5 separate regions of the Mus musculus genome follow, and regions 1, 2, 3 and 5 are each linked to region 4. Evidence: chromatin contacts called from public HiCAR-type and promoter capture Hi-C data. All regions are on one chromosome and are shown on one strand. Each heading gives the region's core, a stretch centred on a gene start, on an enhancer-like site or on the middle of the called end of the contact. The rest is flanking DNA. Distances are from core to core; before and after follow the strand shown. Region 1 holds the start of Rab21 (RAB21, member RAS oncogene family). Region 2 holds the start of Msrb3 (methionine sulfoxide reductase B3). Region 3 holds the start of Irak3 (interleukin-1 receptor-associated kinase 3). Region 4 holds the start of Mdm1 (transformed mouse 3T3 cell double minute 1). Region 5 holds the start of Zfc3h1 (zinc finger, C3H1-type containing).

The links. Promoter capture Hi-C pulls out the DNA fragments that hold promoters and counts their contacts. HiCAR-type assays count read pairs that join an accessible place to other places.
Region 1: a promoter capture Hi-C map of pre-B cells shows a contact between it and region 4, with 2.2 times the contacts expected there. The contact joins the promoter of Rab21 here to the promoter of Mdm1 in region 4. A contact is called at or near these places in 3 of 39 promoter capture datasets (erythroid cells, liver and pre-B cells).
Region 2: a contact with region 4 is called in a promoter capture Hi-C map of liver, with 5 times the contacts expected there. The contact joins the promoter of Msrb3 here to the promoter of Mdm1 in region 4. A contact is called at or near these places in 2 of 39 promoter capture datasets (frontonasal cranial neural crest and liver) and 1 of 484 Hi-C or Micro-C datasets (B cells).
Region 3: a promoter capture Hi-C map of liver shows a contact between it and region 4, with 6 times the contacts expected there. The contact joins the promoter of Irak3 here to the promoter of Mdm1 in region 4. A contact is called at or near these places in 6 of 39 promoter capture datasets (the C10 cell line, embryonic stem cells, hippocampal neurons and 2 more) and 3 of 115 datasets of contacts at active chromatin or transcription factors (acute myeloid leukemia, astrocytes and stem cell-derived neural progenitor cells).
Region 5: a contact with region 4 is called in a HiCAR-type map of astrocytes, with 2.3 times the contacts expected there. The contact joins the promoter of Zfc3h1 here to the promoter of Mdm1 in region 4. A contact is called at or near these places in 1 of 39 promoter capture datasets (pre-B cells) and 1 of 115 datasets of contacts at active chromatin or transcription factors (astrocytes).

The regions. Positions count from the first base shown.
Region 1 is chr10:115,314,307-115,317,006 of GRCm38.p6, forward strand. Rab21 (RAB21, member RAS oncogene family) reads right to left here and starts at 1,285. Exons shown (of 7, transcript NM_024454.1): 1 at 888-1,285. The coding sequence starts at 1,040.
Region 2 is chr10:120,897,452-120,900,356 of GRCm38.p6, forward strand. Msrb3 (methionine sulfoxide reductase B3) reads right to left here and starts at 1,520. Exons shown (of 7, transcript NM_177092.4): 1 at 1,382-1,520. Gm4473 (a long non-coding RNA gene) reads left to right here and starts at 1,596. Exons shown (of 2, transcript XR_001779656.2): 1 at 1,596-1,965.
Region 3 is chr10:120,200,302-120,203,121 of GRCm38.p6, forward strand. It overlaps Irak3 (interleukin-1 receptor-associated kinase 3), which reads right to left and starts at 1,296. Exons shown (of 12, transcript NM_028679.4): 1 at 1,026-1,296. The coding sequence starts at 1,158. Gm38500 (predicted gene, 38500) reads left to right here and starts at 1,289. Exons shown (of 3, transcript NR_166661.1): 1 at 1,289-1,548; 2 at 1,801-1,894; 3 at 2,647-2,820.
Region 4 is chr10:118,140,472-118,143,171 of GRCm38.p6, forward strand. Mdm1 (transformed mouse 3T3 cell double minute 1) reads left to right here and starts at 1,316. Exons shown (of 14, transcript NM_148922.3): 1 at 1,316-1,491; 2 at 2,379-2,493. The coding sequence starts at 1,474.
Region 5 is chr10:115,383,583-115,386,282 of GRCm38.p6, forward strand. Zfc3h1 (zinc finger, C3H1-type containing) reads left to right here and starts at 1,377. Exons shown (of 35, transcript NM_001033261.2): 1 at 1,377-2,225. The coding sequence starts at 1,616. It overlaps Thap2 (THAP domain containing, apoptosis associated protein 2), which reads right to left and starts at 853. Exons shown (of 3, transcript NM_025780.4): 1 at 623-853. The coding sequence starts at 693.

The DNA.
Region 1 (2,700 bases), core at 35-2,534, 2.8 Mb before region 4:
CAAACTCAAGATCACTAGCTTTTTTAGCCTCTGGACAGTCTGATCAAGACATGTTAATAGATAAATTCCTTCGAACACATGCAAACTGATTTTTTTTTTTAAGGAGACCAGGGAGATCGCAGATCCTTCAATGGCCTGGTTTCACTTTCAATTACATTGTAACACTTCCACACTTCCAATGGAACTGTAGAAGAAAGCCAGCGTTTTATGGCCTGACAGTAAAGAAAACGTGTAGCAGCAGTGCCTAGATTTTTTTTTTTTAGTTTGAAGACCGATTGCTGGCCACTACGCAACACGATGTTTCAACGCGGATAAGATCAAACCCCAAAGAATAAGGAAGCCACACGTCCGGACACAAGAAGGCTGCAAAGAAACGGGGTAACCGACAAGCAGCAAACAGTCGTTTAAAACAAAAACAAAAAAACCCTCCAACGACGGGTGTTTTACCACTCCATTTACTTTGAAAGCAGGACAAAATGGAACTTGCATAAACACTTAGTCATCAGTACGCTCTGGAAGTTACAAACCACCTCGTTCGCAAATTCTAATCCGTATCCGAGTTCCTACTTGGCGAAGAAAGAAGAAGGGCTGATGGTCTCGGAGACCACAGAGTGAAAACACCTGGTGTCCCCAGCCGAAGCCCATCAGAGGGGAAAACCAGCACGCAGACCGGGGGACTCCCCGACCTGCGCAGCCTCCACCGGCAACTGGGGACTTTTCCGGGTCCTCTCCCTCCCCACTGTGGGTCTTGACATCTACCGTGTGCTGAGGCCCGCGGGTCCCCAAAGCGATTGCAAAAGGCAATGGGAAGGCAGGGAAGGGGGTTTGACAGGCCAGAGGCAGAGGAGCGGGCGCGGGTCCCCAGCCCGGCTCCCCGGGGTCTGCACCTGCAGGGTGGTGATGTGCTTGTCGTTGAACTTGTTCTCGCAGTAGCGCAGCACCAGCGACGTCTTCCCCACGCAGCCTTCCCCGAGCAGCACCACCTTGAAGGAGTAGGCTCGGCCCGCCGCCGCCGCCGCCCCGCCGCCGGCCGCAGCCATCCCGCCGCCGCTACCCCGCCGCCCGAGCCCAGCGCCGCGCCGAACCCCGCACCGCCGCCGCCGGGGCGCCCGCTCCTCCCGGGCCCGGCTCTTTCACGCCCCGCCGAGCCCGGTGCTCGCCGCGTCCTTCCGCGGGCGAGGCCTGCGAGGGCCGAGAGAAAGTCCCAGAATGAAGGGCCCCGGCCACCACGTCAGGGACCCGAGGCTAGGGGAGAGCTGCCTCTCCTCCCTCTAATGGCGTCTCCTTCCTCCTACGTCACACCCCTCGTCACGTGACCGCGGTGGGCGGAGTCGGCGGCGGGCGAGCCTGGGCCTGTTTCCGCGTCCGCACGAACCGGCTCAGCATCCCGGGAATCCTGCGGTGGGAAGGAGCTGATCTTTGCGATCTGACCCCACTCTGATGGAATAGAATACAGGACATGATCGCCCGGCCCGAGGAATGGTCCCAAAGCGGATAGCCATCACACCAGGGGTCATCACACGCAAAGTCCGGCCAAGGTGCCCTTGAGTCTCTTTCTCTGGGCGCACAAATCCGGGCTCATGAACTTTACAGTTCGTCCACACGGCCAGGTCCTCGAGTCATCGTCCAGGTCTCAGCTTAAACCGGAAAGGCTTCCCTGACCACCCAGACCTTCCCACATCCTTCCATCCCTCTTACTCACTTCCTCACCGAGATATTTCCTAACAATGGTGCGCCTTCTTTATCGCTGCTTGCCACACTCGGTGGAATTCCGATTCGGTTGTAGGTTTAAGAGCAAGGATTGCAGAAGACTTAACTTCTCTCCGTTTCCAGCCCTAAAAGCCCAGGCTAAGAATAAATGCGGTCCCATCATCAGTCATCACTCCTGGTTCCCCAGGATTTCTGTCTATGCTGAGTCCACTTTGATGGGTCTGGTTTATTGGACGATTGCTTATTTTTTCTTCCTGTGTTTCCATTTTATTTCATGAAATACACTTTCCAAGAAAGCAACCTGGTATTTCTGAAATTTTGTAGTTTGGTGTCACTTAAAATAAACTTTCATCTCATCAGACTAATTTTACACTTCAACTTAAAGGCAGCTCATTCGTTCATTCAACGAGGGCGTGAATGTAGCCAATGCTTGCCATTCTCTGTGTCGCATTAGATACAATGTCTCTGTCCTCAGAGAGCTTACATTTTTAACCAAGGAAACAACGCATGCGCAATTTACACACTGCATGCTTTTTAAGGAGAAGCAATTCAGAATGTTTTACAAAGATACATGGGAAGCTAGCTGAGTTAGCGTCCTAGAAGAGCTTCCTGGAGAAAGCTGCCTTTTGTTAGGAGTATCTTCGGCAAAAAGGAGAGCCGTGAAGTAGAAAGGAGCATCCGACATTGACGTGTGACAAGAAGTCAGACAAGAAATCAGAGACATTACCTTTAAGTTCAAGGCCAGCCTCTTTTGAATTGTGAGCTCTAAGCTAATTGGAGCTACATAGCAAGACACCATTTCAGTAATAATAATAATGATAATATTTACAATAATAATGCAAATAGGAAAAGAATTTGTGATGTAACTTGCAAGGTATCAATTCAAAAACAGTCTTTAACCTGGTACAGAATGTTATCGGGTCCTTTTACAAAATTATAATTAGAAAATTGGACAAGGCTAAAATTACGTATGTCTCTCTAGAATCAATC
Region 2 (2,905 bases), core at 270-2,769, 2.8 Mb after region 4:
ATCCGTTGATTCCCAAGAATGAGCGTTAGAAAGCAGCCCCAGGAATATGAGTCGATTTAAAGGTGGGTCCTTTCCGAAGTACAATGTTCCAGAACAAACATAAAACTTCCGTCATTGTTAACGGAAGCACTTACAAACTGCAGTGGGTATACTTAACTATGTACCACTGGTCCTGAGAAACCACTTCGTCAAGTCTATAACCCTGAGAATCTTCCCTGGATAACATTTTATACATCAAAGTACCTTTAAAACCTATTTTGTCTTTTATGCTGCACAGGGTGTAGTCGACTGTCAACTCAAGTGTGCGTTGTGTCCTGGCTAGCCGAACCTCATTTTGACAGTTCAGGCTATCCTAGCCATAGGCAACACAGCGACCACCTAACACCTCCCACATAATCCAGGTTTCTGGTGATTATAACGTTTTGCCTTGCCAGACAAAATGAATCAAGCTTTGATTTGTTTACTCTGTCCAAATTCAAGAGCCCCTGCAACTTAATATTTTCCTTTAAAACCTCCCCTTTGGACTTCAAATAATTAGTTTTTTGACACGCAATGGAAATAGGAAGAAAGAAAGAAAGAAAGAAAGAAAGAAAGAAAGAAAGAAAGAAAGAAAGAAAGAAAGAAAGAAAGAAAGAAAGAGAGAGAGAAAGAAGAAAGAAAGCTCTCTAATACTTTACATATGATTCAAAGAAAATTCTTTTAAATCCTTATTGCCCCCACTTATCGCATAACCTACAAAGGCAGGAACAGTACTTTTTATTCAGATAGTCTGACTTGAAATAGCCCAGTGGAAAAGTTTAAGAAATAAAAAGGGAGGCGGGGGGGGGGGGCTCTGATGCTTGTTTTCACTTGAAAAGAAGACAGAACTGGTACCTGCCCCCTGGAGTTTTGCTGGTACCTGTTTGGGCCTATGAGCCGCCAGCCCGGTCCGGGGTGCGCCCCTGTCCCCAGGGGCCTGGCGACGCCTTCCTGGTTCCCACGCCCTGGCCCGTTATCCCCCGGCCGCAGCTGCGGAGAGGCCCGAAAGAGAGAGAGACGCGCCCTCGGAGCTGCAGCCCGCGCCCCCGACCACCTCACTGAGCCTCCCCGAGGACCCGCGCGAGGACGGCGGCTCAGGTTCCCGTTGGGGACGGGTAAGGTGTCAGCGCGGCGGCCGGCGGGGCGCGGGCTCTCCCGCCTGACCTCGTTCTGCGCTGTCCCCTCGTTGGCGAGGAGCGTCTCCGGGGTCCACGCCGAGACTCTACGGCAGGGGGATGACTCTCAAGACTGAGGGGGCGGCGCGGGCGCTCCCGGGACGGGGGTGGGGGTGGGGGGAAACACTCCGGGTCCCAGGCTGACTCGGAGGGATCGGAGGGCCGGATGGGGCGAGGCGGGGACTCACCGCGCGTCGTGGTGGCCGCGGCCGCGGCTAGGCAGAGACCCAGGCAGAGCGCGATTGGGCACGGGAGGGTCCGCCGCGCACTCTTGGGGAAGACGAGCCTCCGCTGTCCGATCCCTCCTCCCTCCCGGCTCCGGGCGACAGACGGGGCGGCGGGAGGCATGACGGGAAATTCCTGGGCACGGGCGGCCGAGTCCAAATATGAGCATAGCAGACAAGCGAGGGAGGACGGCGGAGCGCGCTGGCCGCGGACGGGGCCCGCTGCCCGGGACGCGGCCGCCGCCAACTCCCGCCTCCGGCGCCGCCTCCACCGCCCCGGGCCAGCCCTGCGGGAACAGGGCTTCCGCGCGTGGGCAACCCGTAGCAGAGCCCCCTGGCAGCATCCACCTGAGACCTTTACTGTAGGGTCAGGGCGCCTGAGAGCTAAGGACCAAAAGTCCTGGCCTGTACCAAAGAGGCTGTGAAGTGCCAGTTAAGGTGTGACATGGTCGCTCTTGTGCCTACTGAATACCCATAATACAGAGGACCACCGACTGCGTCCCAGGGGTCGCACCTGGAGGGGACCTCACCACACCCACTATGTCCAGGTGAGAATGTCCTTATAATCCCCCACTATGTGTGAGTGAGTGTGTGTGAGTGAGTGTGTGTGTGTGTGTGTGTGTGTGTGTGTGTGTGTGTGTGTTGTAGTAAGATTCAGCAAAAGGGCAGTCCCTGAAATTTTACTTGAACACCATATATGGAGTCAAAGCAGGCCGGAAAAGTTTTCGCTCCAGCTAGAGCTGTTTTACAGGACATTCCTCCTCACCTTGACTCAATATTCACTGATACAATCTCTCCCCCAAACCCCAACTCACTCTCTCTCTCTCTCTCTCTCTCTCTCTCTCTCTCTCTCTCACACACACACACACACACACACACACACTTACTTTTGCACACTGTCCAAAGAGGAACTTTGATAATGTATTTTAAGGGCGCTACCTCTGATGACCAAAATGTCAGTCCCAGATGTTTGATTACAGGCCAAGCGCGTGCGAACCTGACTTTTTTTTTTTTTTTTTTTTTTTTTTTTGGCACTAAACTCCACAATTAATCAGATCCAAATGACCCTCTCTCAAGACAATGAATGTAATTATGCCTTAATTACTATAATATATATCCACACACACCCAAACAAATGTTTGACAGGATCTGGAGATGTGGGATGTTATACAATTACTTCTCAGCATATTAAGATGCTGCAAAAGTGATTAATTGATGTCAAACACGGACGGGGGAAATGTCAAGCAGATTTAGAGGGTGGATTATTCTAACATGAACTAGAGGGGGGTAATTTGTCCATCACGCCGCGCTTGAAGATGCTTTATTTGAAAGTTAGTAAACCTCATTTCTAAACAAACTCGATTCTGGCAACACAGGAAGGCCCCCAAGCCAAAACATAGTGTATTTGCAATCGGCCGCTTCTAAAACATCCCGTGAATTACACCCAACAGATGGGCAGATTTCGCTTCACGAATTAGCAGTGTTGGT
Region 3 (2,820 bases), core at 46-2,545, 2.1 Mb after region 4:
TACTTACATATAATAAATAAATCTTAAAAAGAAAGAAAGAAAGAGAGAGAGAGAGAGAGAGAGAGAGAGAGAGAGAGAGAGAGAGAGAGAAAGGAAGAAAGAAAGAAAGAAAAGTGGAAATCACATCCACCGCAAACAGCATTTCCCTTATAGATTATTGGAGACTTATTGGAAACAGCGAAGTGGGTTATGCATGCCATCTGAGTTCTGTCCCAGGATCCCGTGGTGGAAGGAGAGAACTGGTTCCTGGAATTTGTCTTCTAGATGCGGGAGGAGTGTGGGATACACACACAAAAAACACCAAAGAATAGATATCTTAAAGTTCTAAAAGAAAGGAAGGAAGGAAGGAAGGAAGGAAGGAAGGAAGGAAGAAGGAAAGGAGAAAAGAAAGAAAGAAAGAAAGAAAGAAAGAAAGAAAGAAAGAAAGAAAGAAAGAAAGAAAGAAAGAAAGGAAGGAAGGAAGGAAGGAAGGAAGGAAGGAAGAAAGAAAGAAAGAAAGAAAGAAAGAAAGAAAGGAAAGAAAAGAAAGTAAGTTTGCTTTTTGTTTTTGAGATGGCGTCTCATGTTTCCCAAGCCAGCTAGGAACTCTCTACAAGGAGAGGATGCTCTTGAGCATCTGTCCTGCCTACTTCTACCTCTCAATGACTGGCACTACCACTGTCTGTTTTATTCCAAGCTAGGGAATCGAACATGCAGCTTCATACATCTATAGGTAAGCACTCTAGCAACTGAGCGGCATCTCAAAAAAGAAGTTATAATATTAAAAAAATCTGATGTAGGGGTTGTAGAGCCAGTAGCCATGCCCTGCATACGGTAATATTTGCATACTGCTGCGCACACTGCAAACCGAGTGAAGCGAGAATCTCTTCCCAGCACGGGATGCTTTCTTGACATCTGACATACCCAATCCCCTAACTTGATACAGCAGTACCCCACTGTCAGAGAGGGAAGGAGAGTGAGTGGCAGGTCCCCGGGTTTGCTGAGTCCCTCGCGGGGGAGGACCGGCAGGTCTGAGTCGCACTCACCCAGGCCCCGCCAGCCGAGCGGGCCATCGCAGCTGTCCAGGATCCCGCAAAGCTCTCCCAGCAGTGCGGGCGGCAGGTCGAAGAGCAGCAACTGTGGCGACAGCGCGCCACGGGCCCCGCACCGGCCGGCCATCGCGGAGTCCCGGGACCCCACGCAGAGAAGCAGGGAGGTCGCCGCTGTCACCGCCTTTCACAACCGCGGAAATTCAGCTCCACGACGGCTGCCCGGAGCTTGCAACACGCCGTCGCAGGGCGGGCCCCACGTGACGTAGGGAGCCGCTCCCCAGGGATGCGCCCTGCGAGACCTGGGCTGCCCTTGCTCCTAGCCGCTGTCCCGCGACCCTGCGCGCCGCACCCCAGGTCATCTTTGTTATGAACCGTTCTGTCCGTCCCCGTCTTGGGACATGACCCAGGAGACCAGCCAAGAAAATGAGGGCGGGGAACAGCGGCTGGAATCCGGGAAAGCCGCCACCCCTCTGCTGCTCTGGGACGGGCGGCCTCCTGGCCACGATGGATCTAAGAGGTTTGTGTTACATCTTTTAAAGTTTCTCTTTGTCCCGTCAGGAAAGAAATGCGTGCTCACCGAGAAACACGTTTTTGCCAAATAACTTTAAACGGAAGGAAACGTGTACACGCCGGGCGAAATGGACATAAAAAGAAAACCACAACAAACAGGCCAAACCTGGGCAAACAAACTGCTCATCCTTGCTGCAGAAGGCAACCCCTGCCGTCGTGCCGCTTGGTTTTACTACAGTCTCCCTTTCTTTCCTCGCAGTGCTTCAACGAGTTTGCAAAATGAAGTTTAGGAAACATTGGCTGGTGTGTTGAAATATTCTACCGTTTATGCTGTAATGACCACCGCAGGAACGGTACGGATACTACTGACAAAGGAGGTGGGAAAATGAAGTGGGAGATTTTATGATAACCAGGCACTGAAAAACAAACTCCTGTTTCAATCCCCTGAGCTTGTCTTTGGAATGGCGCCCCCTGGCGGTCAGCAGCAATGGTGCCTGGGCATTCAGTACCCACAGTGGCAAAGTTAGAACTGTTTGAGCAAAACTTCTTAAGTCTCCTCATTCTAAGGACTACGGTTTTATCAGGCTACACCCCAAAAAGGGTCTCTATGCCACCATGCTGAGCATCAGAGGGAGAGAAGATTGATACAGGGTTCTTTTTGACTTTCTAGACCAGACAAAAGCAACCTGAGACGTGTGCCTGCACAGGAAATCGCCATGTGTGGTTGTGTTAGCTTTCTGACAAAATGCCCCCACCGAGCAGCTTCAAAAGAAGAAGTTGTTTGGTACACAACCTCGGAACTTCAGTCCATGGTTGCTTGACCCCAATGTCTTTTGAGGTCTCTGAGAAGCCAAAGTGTCATAGCGTAAGTGATCCATGGCGGCAGGAAATGAGAGAGAGGGAGGGAGGAAGGGGGACAGGGCCAGGGTACCAAATTCCCTTCAAGGGATCTGATTTATTTGCACTAAGACCTATCTGGTTCCGGTTCAGTCGCCTATCAGCACTGTAGGCTGGCAAGCAAGCTTTTAGTATATGGGCAGTCAGAGGATGTTTAATATCCTCACTATAACAATAACAGTAACACTCAAAATGTTTGCATCACCAGGTCTTCTAATGCGGCATGAGGCAAGGAGAAAGAGATTGGGGGCAAGATACACCCTCCAAAGCCACGCCTCCAATGACATAATCCATCCGTGAAGTCAGTGTCTGTGAGCTGCTTACCTCTACACTACACTACACTACACTACACTACACTACACTACACTACACTACACCAGCT
Region 4 (2,700 bases), core at 66-2,565:
GCCTGTGTCATTTTTAATTCACAGGACTGGGGTTCTGTCCTCACCGATTAACATTAACGAAAGGTCTCCTGGATGCATGGCAGCACAGGGTCTTATTTAATATTCTCTCTGTTTTAGATATCAGGTGGCTTCTTCAAATGAATTTTTAAATTATCTCCATGATAATGAAGAAGATCGGAGACATCAATTAGGAGCCAAGAAGAGGAGTCTGCAGGAAGCACTTGAAGGGACTGGGAAGGGTTGATGGGAACATCCCAACACAGGACAAAGGTAAATTCATTATTCCTAGAAGAACCCCGGCAACCTTCTCTCCAGACATATGTCTGCCTTGATCATCTTATCTTCCTCTTCTTGCAGTTGTAATTTTCAAGGCCAAGTCTGAAAATTACCCCTGAGCCTCTTCTAATCATCTCTACCCTCAGGGACCACTCTGCTTCAAACTTCCCATTCATGCCTCTCACTTGGAAAGCGAGCCCAGGACATAGTATATTATGATCGACTAAATAATGTATTTAGCATGTCTGGGTAATTTTTTTTCTGGACTTTCAGAATTAGCAGTGTTTCACGATGGGCAATAACCTATAAAAGTCAAATGGAATTTTATTTTTATTTATTCTTTCAAGACCGAGTTTTTCTGTGTAGCCCGATACTGGAACTCACTCTGTAGACCAGGCAGAGATCTCCCTGGCTCTGCCTGCCCAATGTTGGGACTGGTGGTGCATGCCTTTAATCCCAGCACTATGGAGACAGAGCCAGGTAGATATCTTTGAGTTCCAGGCCAGCCTGGTGTACAGAGGGAATTTTATTTTTAAAAAGGATGAGTTGGCTTTGCGGTCTTAATAAACTTTACTTGAATCATCCTAGGTCGTATGTATTTTTGGACCTATCCTTTTTGACCCAAGGCTCGTGTAACGCTTCTCTCCTTAGCAACTTCTTTTCAGCCGGGTACTCTAGGGGCAATTTCCTTTATGGACAAAGAGACTGTGGGTTCTGTCGTGCATTCTGGAATGCCAGGCACACTTTCACGTTCTGTGATGTCAGGGAGCTGGAACCAGTGAGGTAGGCTCTTGCCGAGCCCGGCCACACTACACAGACAGGCTGCGGTGCGCGCACTGCGGGGACTCTGCCTGCAGCCTCCTGAACAAAGCTCCCGCGGGCTCCGCCCACCGCAGCTCCGGTATCCTCATTGGCCAGCTCTTCGCCCGCCATTAGGGAGCGGGGCCGTGCCCTTACGAGTGCTGGTTGGTCTAATCGTAATGACGGTGAGGGCTGCCATTGGTCTTTAGGCCTCAAAATGGGCGGAGCAAGGCCGAGAGGCGGGGCGGGAGGGCGGCGCGGAGTGCGCCGGCGCGTCGTCGGGGACGCCGGGTCCAGGATCTTGCTAGGGAACCAGTGTTGTCGCGTCGTCCCGCCCCCTCGGGGCTTTTGCTCCCGTTAACTGTCGGCGGGGCAGGCTCCGCAGCGCAGGGCGACATGCCGGTGCGCTTCAAGGTGAGGCCGGGGGCTGGGCGGCGGGTGGCGGGGACGCCGCGGGGTGGGTGCGTGACGCGCCTGTGCCGTACCGAGCCTCCTGGCCGGAGCCTGTGCGGGGCGGAGGATGCTCCGGCCGGTGGCCCAGCGCGGAGGGGCGGGTGGGGAGAGTTCGATGGGGGCCTGACGGCGTCAGTCTGGGGTCGCCAGGAGCGGAGGCGGAAGGAGGGCCCTTGACAGTGGGACGAAAGGCTGCTGTCGGTGTAGGACACCTGTGGTTCCTCTTGCCGATAGCATTCAGCTCCTTTCCTGCAAAACTTTAAAGCGCGCGGGTCTTTTAAACGCTTGGGAAGCGGGCCCCAGTAAAAGGAGAGCGTGGGTAGGTGTGCAGCCTGCTAGTTGCACGTTTGCTTTAGGTTTTGCTCACAGTTCCAGATAGCTGTCTGTGTCTAACGCCTTTCCACGCAACAGGTGGCCACAGTGTTTCTGTAATCCCGGACTCTTTAATTCTAAAGTGCTTGCCAGACAGAGTGGGAGGGGAACACGTCTTTCTCTAATTGCCTTTTATTAAAAGCCATAACATTATGCACTCGATGAATTTAGGATAAACCTCTAGTGAGGACTTAGGTTTGTTACCACACTTTGGAATCAGAGAACCAGTTATAGCGCAGCCTCATTGAGGGACTCCGGCTTGTCTGGCTCGGGTGGTTGTGAGGATTAAGGGGCTACTTAGCCCAGGGCTGGGTAAATATTAGCTATTATTAAGGAGCTTGACTGGGGTTTAATTCTCATTCTTGGGCCTTTCAAGAACACTCTTCAGAGGTTGAGGTTTTTTTGTTTTTGTTTTTCTTTCTGATGCTAAAACACCTCTTCACTACACTGTGCTCAAATTGCACTTTTCATTATAGGGGCTGAGTGAATACCAGAGAAACTTCCTGTGGAAAAAGTCCTATTTGTCAGAGTCTTATAATCCCTCAGTGGGACAAAAGTACTCATGGGCAGGACTTAGATCGGATCAGTTGGGTAAGTTGAGCAAACCAATAGCTATCATAACTTGAATAAACCTTGGGTTCTGTTTACAAAACAATTAAAATCTACCTGTGTTGGCCTCATGTATAATTGGCAAATATTTATTGATGCTATACTGCGATCCCAGAGTCCCTTATGTACAAACAAACAAAAACAAACAAACAAACAAAAAACACAAAGAAACTCATCAAATCGAGTTGT
Region 5 (2,700 bases), core at 127-2,626, 2.8 Mb before region 4:
GTGCCGCCTATTATATTCAAGTCGGTGTTCACATGCTTTGGAGTTTGACTTAACAGAATTAAAGACATGACTGTACGTTCAACCTGTGTGTGAGTGCGTGATTCTGTTCAAGAGAGAGTTTCTATTTGCTCTTTGATAAACATTGCTTAATTAGATTGACTCAGTTACCATGTGTGACTATTAGAAATGTTTCCCACGTCAATTCCAGTAGTGAAAATTGCCTAATCTTAACTCGAACTCAGCAGGCTTCTAAAGTGATTTGTTGGTTTGAACCCTTATGGCGTCATTCTTCTTAAGGCATGGTCTAAGATATAAAAAATAAAAGAGTAGAAAATAAAGGTATACTCATCACTTTTTAATGCAAGGCATAGTAACTCGGGTTTCTTTTTCTTTTCTTCCTTTCTTTCTTTTTTTTTTTTCAAATTTGGTAAACTTTCCTCGGAAAAGGAGCAAATGTTTCCAGATGTGCGGACCCACACACAAAGGACAAGAGCGAGGCTCCCCTTGCTCTTCGCAGCTGGGCAAGTGACCAAAGTCAGAGGACCTTGTTCTTCTGACACGACCGAGACTCAAGACTGCCTAGGCTCCCGTTTCCGTCACCCCGCTCCCCTCCCAGGTTTACCTGTGGAAGCTGATGTTAATGTGCTTGTTGTAGGTAGCAGCACAGCCCGCCGCGGCGCAATTGGTCGGCATTTCCCCGGGCCCCTCATTCGGCGCCACCTTACGCCACTTCGGAGGCGCTGCCCGCTAAGCAAGCTTCTGTCAAACGCTAGACAAACGAGGCAGGCGACCCCGCGCCGCCAGCTCGGTGCAGAGCGCGGGGAGGGCAGAGGGGCGTGCACAGTACCGGGGTGGGAGGGAGGGCCCACTCTCCTGTCTCTTTATTAATATGGCGGGCTTAGGCCTGCAGAGCCAACGTGCCGGAGCTCCGGGCGCAGACAGTCGCCTTCACCAACATGGCGGCCACACCCGCTCCCCGCCCTCCCCTACCTCCCGGGGTCCCAAAGAGACTAGGTCCAGCGTCTCAGACGGGGGCCCCCTAGCAATGAATGAGAAGATGGCAGATGTCTTCCCCACCGACTAATGACTCTGAAACTCAGGTCTGCGGCTGAAAGAGCATGTCCGCAACCCAGACACTAACCCCTTCCTTCCCCGCCTGCCACCTCGGACGGGATGCTAGGGGACAGTTAAGACTGCAGGGACACAAGGGCGAAGCCTGGAGCAAGAGGAGACTACAAATCCCAGCCAGCACCGCGGCGGACATGGGGGTGGGCGCTTCCTGTCTCGCAAGACTCGGAGGGTCGCCTTCCGGCGTGCCGCAGGAAATGACGCTCGGGACCCGGCCTCCTTCTACAGAGGCTTTCTCGCGAGGCGGAAGAGCAGCAAGGGGGCGCTAGGAGAGGGAACTGGCGAGCGACGGTCCGACGAGCGAGAGAGAGCGATCTGGGGTGCGGGGAAGTTGGGGAGCAGAACCTGCCGGGCGTCCGAGCACGGGAAAGGCCGCGCCCGCCGGGTCCGTTAGGACAGAGGGCGGAGGAGGAAGGGGAAGGCAGGCGGCGGTCGGGCGGTCCCCGGCCGGAGGGCTTCAGGTCGTGTGGCCAGCGCTGCACTCCGGATGGCGGCCGCCGCCGATCCTTCGACCCCGGCCTCTAGCGGCCTCTCGCCGAAGGAAGAAGGGGAGCTCGAAGACGGGGAGATCAGCGACGACGACAACAGCCGGAGCCGGAGCAGCAGCAGCAGCAGCAGCGGCGGCGGGCTGTTACCGTACCCGCGGCGGCGGCCTCCTCCCCCGGCCCGGGGCGGTGGATCCGGGGGAGGCGGCGGCGGCTCCTCGTCCTCCTCGTCGTCCTCCCAGCAGCAGCTGAGGAATTTCTCACGCTCACGGCACCCGGCCGAGCGGGGCCAGCTCAGGGGACCCAGCAGCTACCGACCCAAAGAACCGTTCCGGACTCACCCGCCCCCAGGGCGGATGCCGTCGGGGTCCCTGTCGGAAAGCAGCCCCCGGCCGTCCTTCTGGGAGCGGAGCCACATCGCCCTGGACCGTTTCCGCTTTCGAGGCAGCAGGCCTTACCGGGGTGGGAGTCGCTGGAGTCGGGGGCGAGGAGTGGGGGAGCGAGGAGGCAAGCCGGGGTGCAGACCTCCTGGAGGAGGAGGATCAGGAGGAGCGGGATCCGGATTCGGCAGCAGCCAGAGCTGGCGAGAACCCTCTCCACCCCGCAAGAGCTGTATCCTTAACGTGGCGGTCCGCCCTGGGTGTGTCGCCGGAGCTCCCTTTGGCGTCATGGCTAGGTCCCGGAGTTTTTTAACTTTTCAGAACCACTCATTTCTCTCCCCCGTTCGTCGGCGGTTGTCACGGGCCGCACTCCACCGCTATTTTCGTAGGCTGTTTGACTGAATGGGTGCCTTTTGCTTTTGGATAGGACTGTGTCATGGATTCGGGTCAGCTAGGGAAATGAAATACAGTCTGGGTTTTTAAACAGGACACCAACAGCCCAAGTTTTGTTTGTCTATTTGTTTGTTTGTTTCTTTTTTGCAAGCCCTGGGATTTCGTATTTAACAGGAAATCGACTTAGATTATTAAGGAAAAGAAGTACTCAAACATCTGGAGGAATACTGTTACTTTTATTACGTCCTGACTTTAGAGTTCGTAAAGTTTTCCTCTGTAATTCTTACTGTTCTTGTGATTTTTTTTTTCTTAAA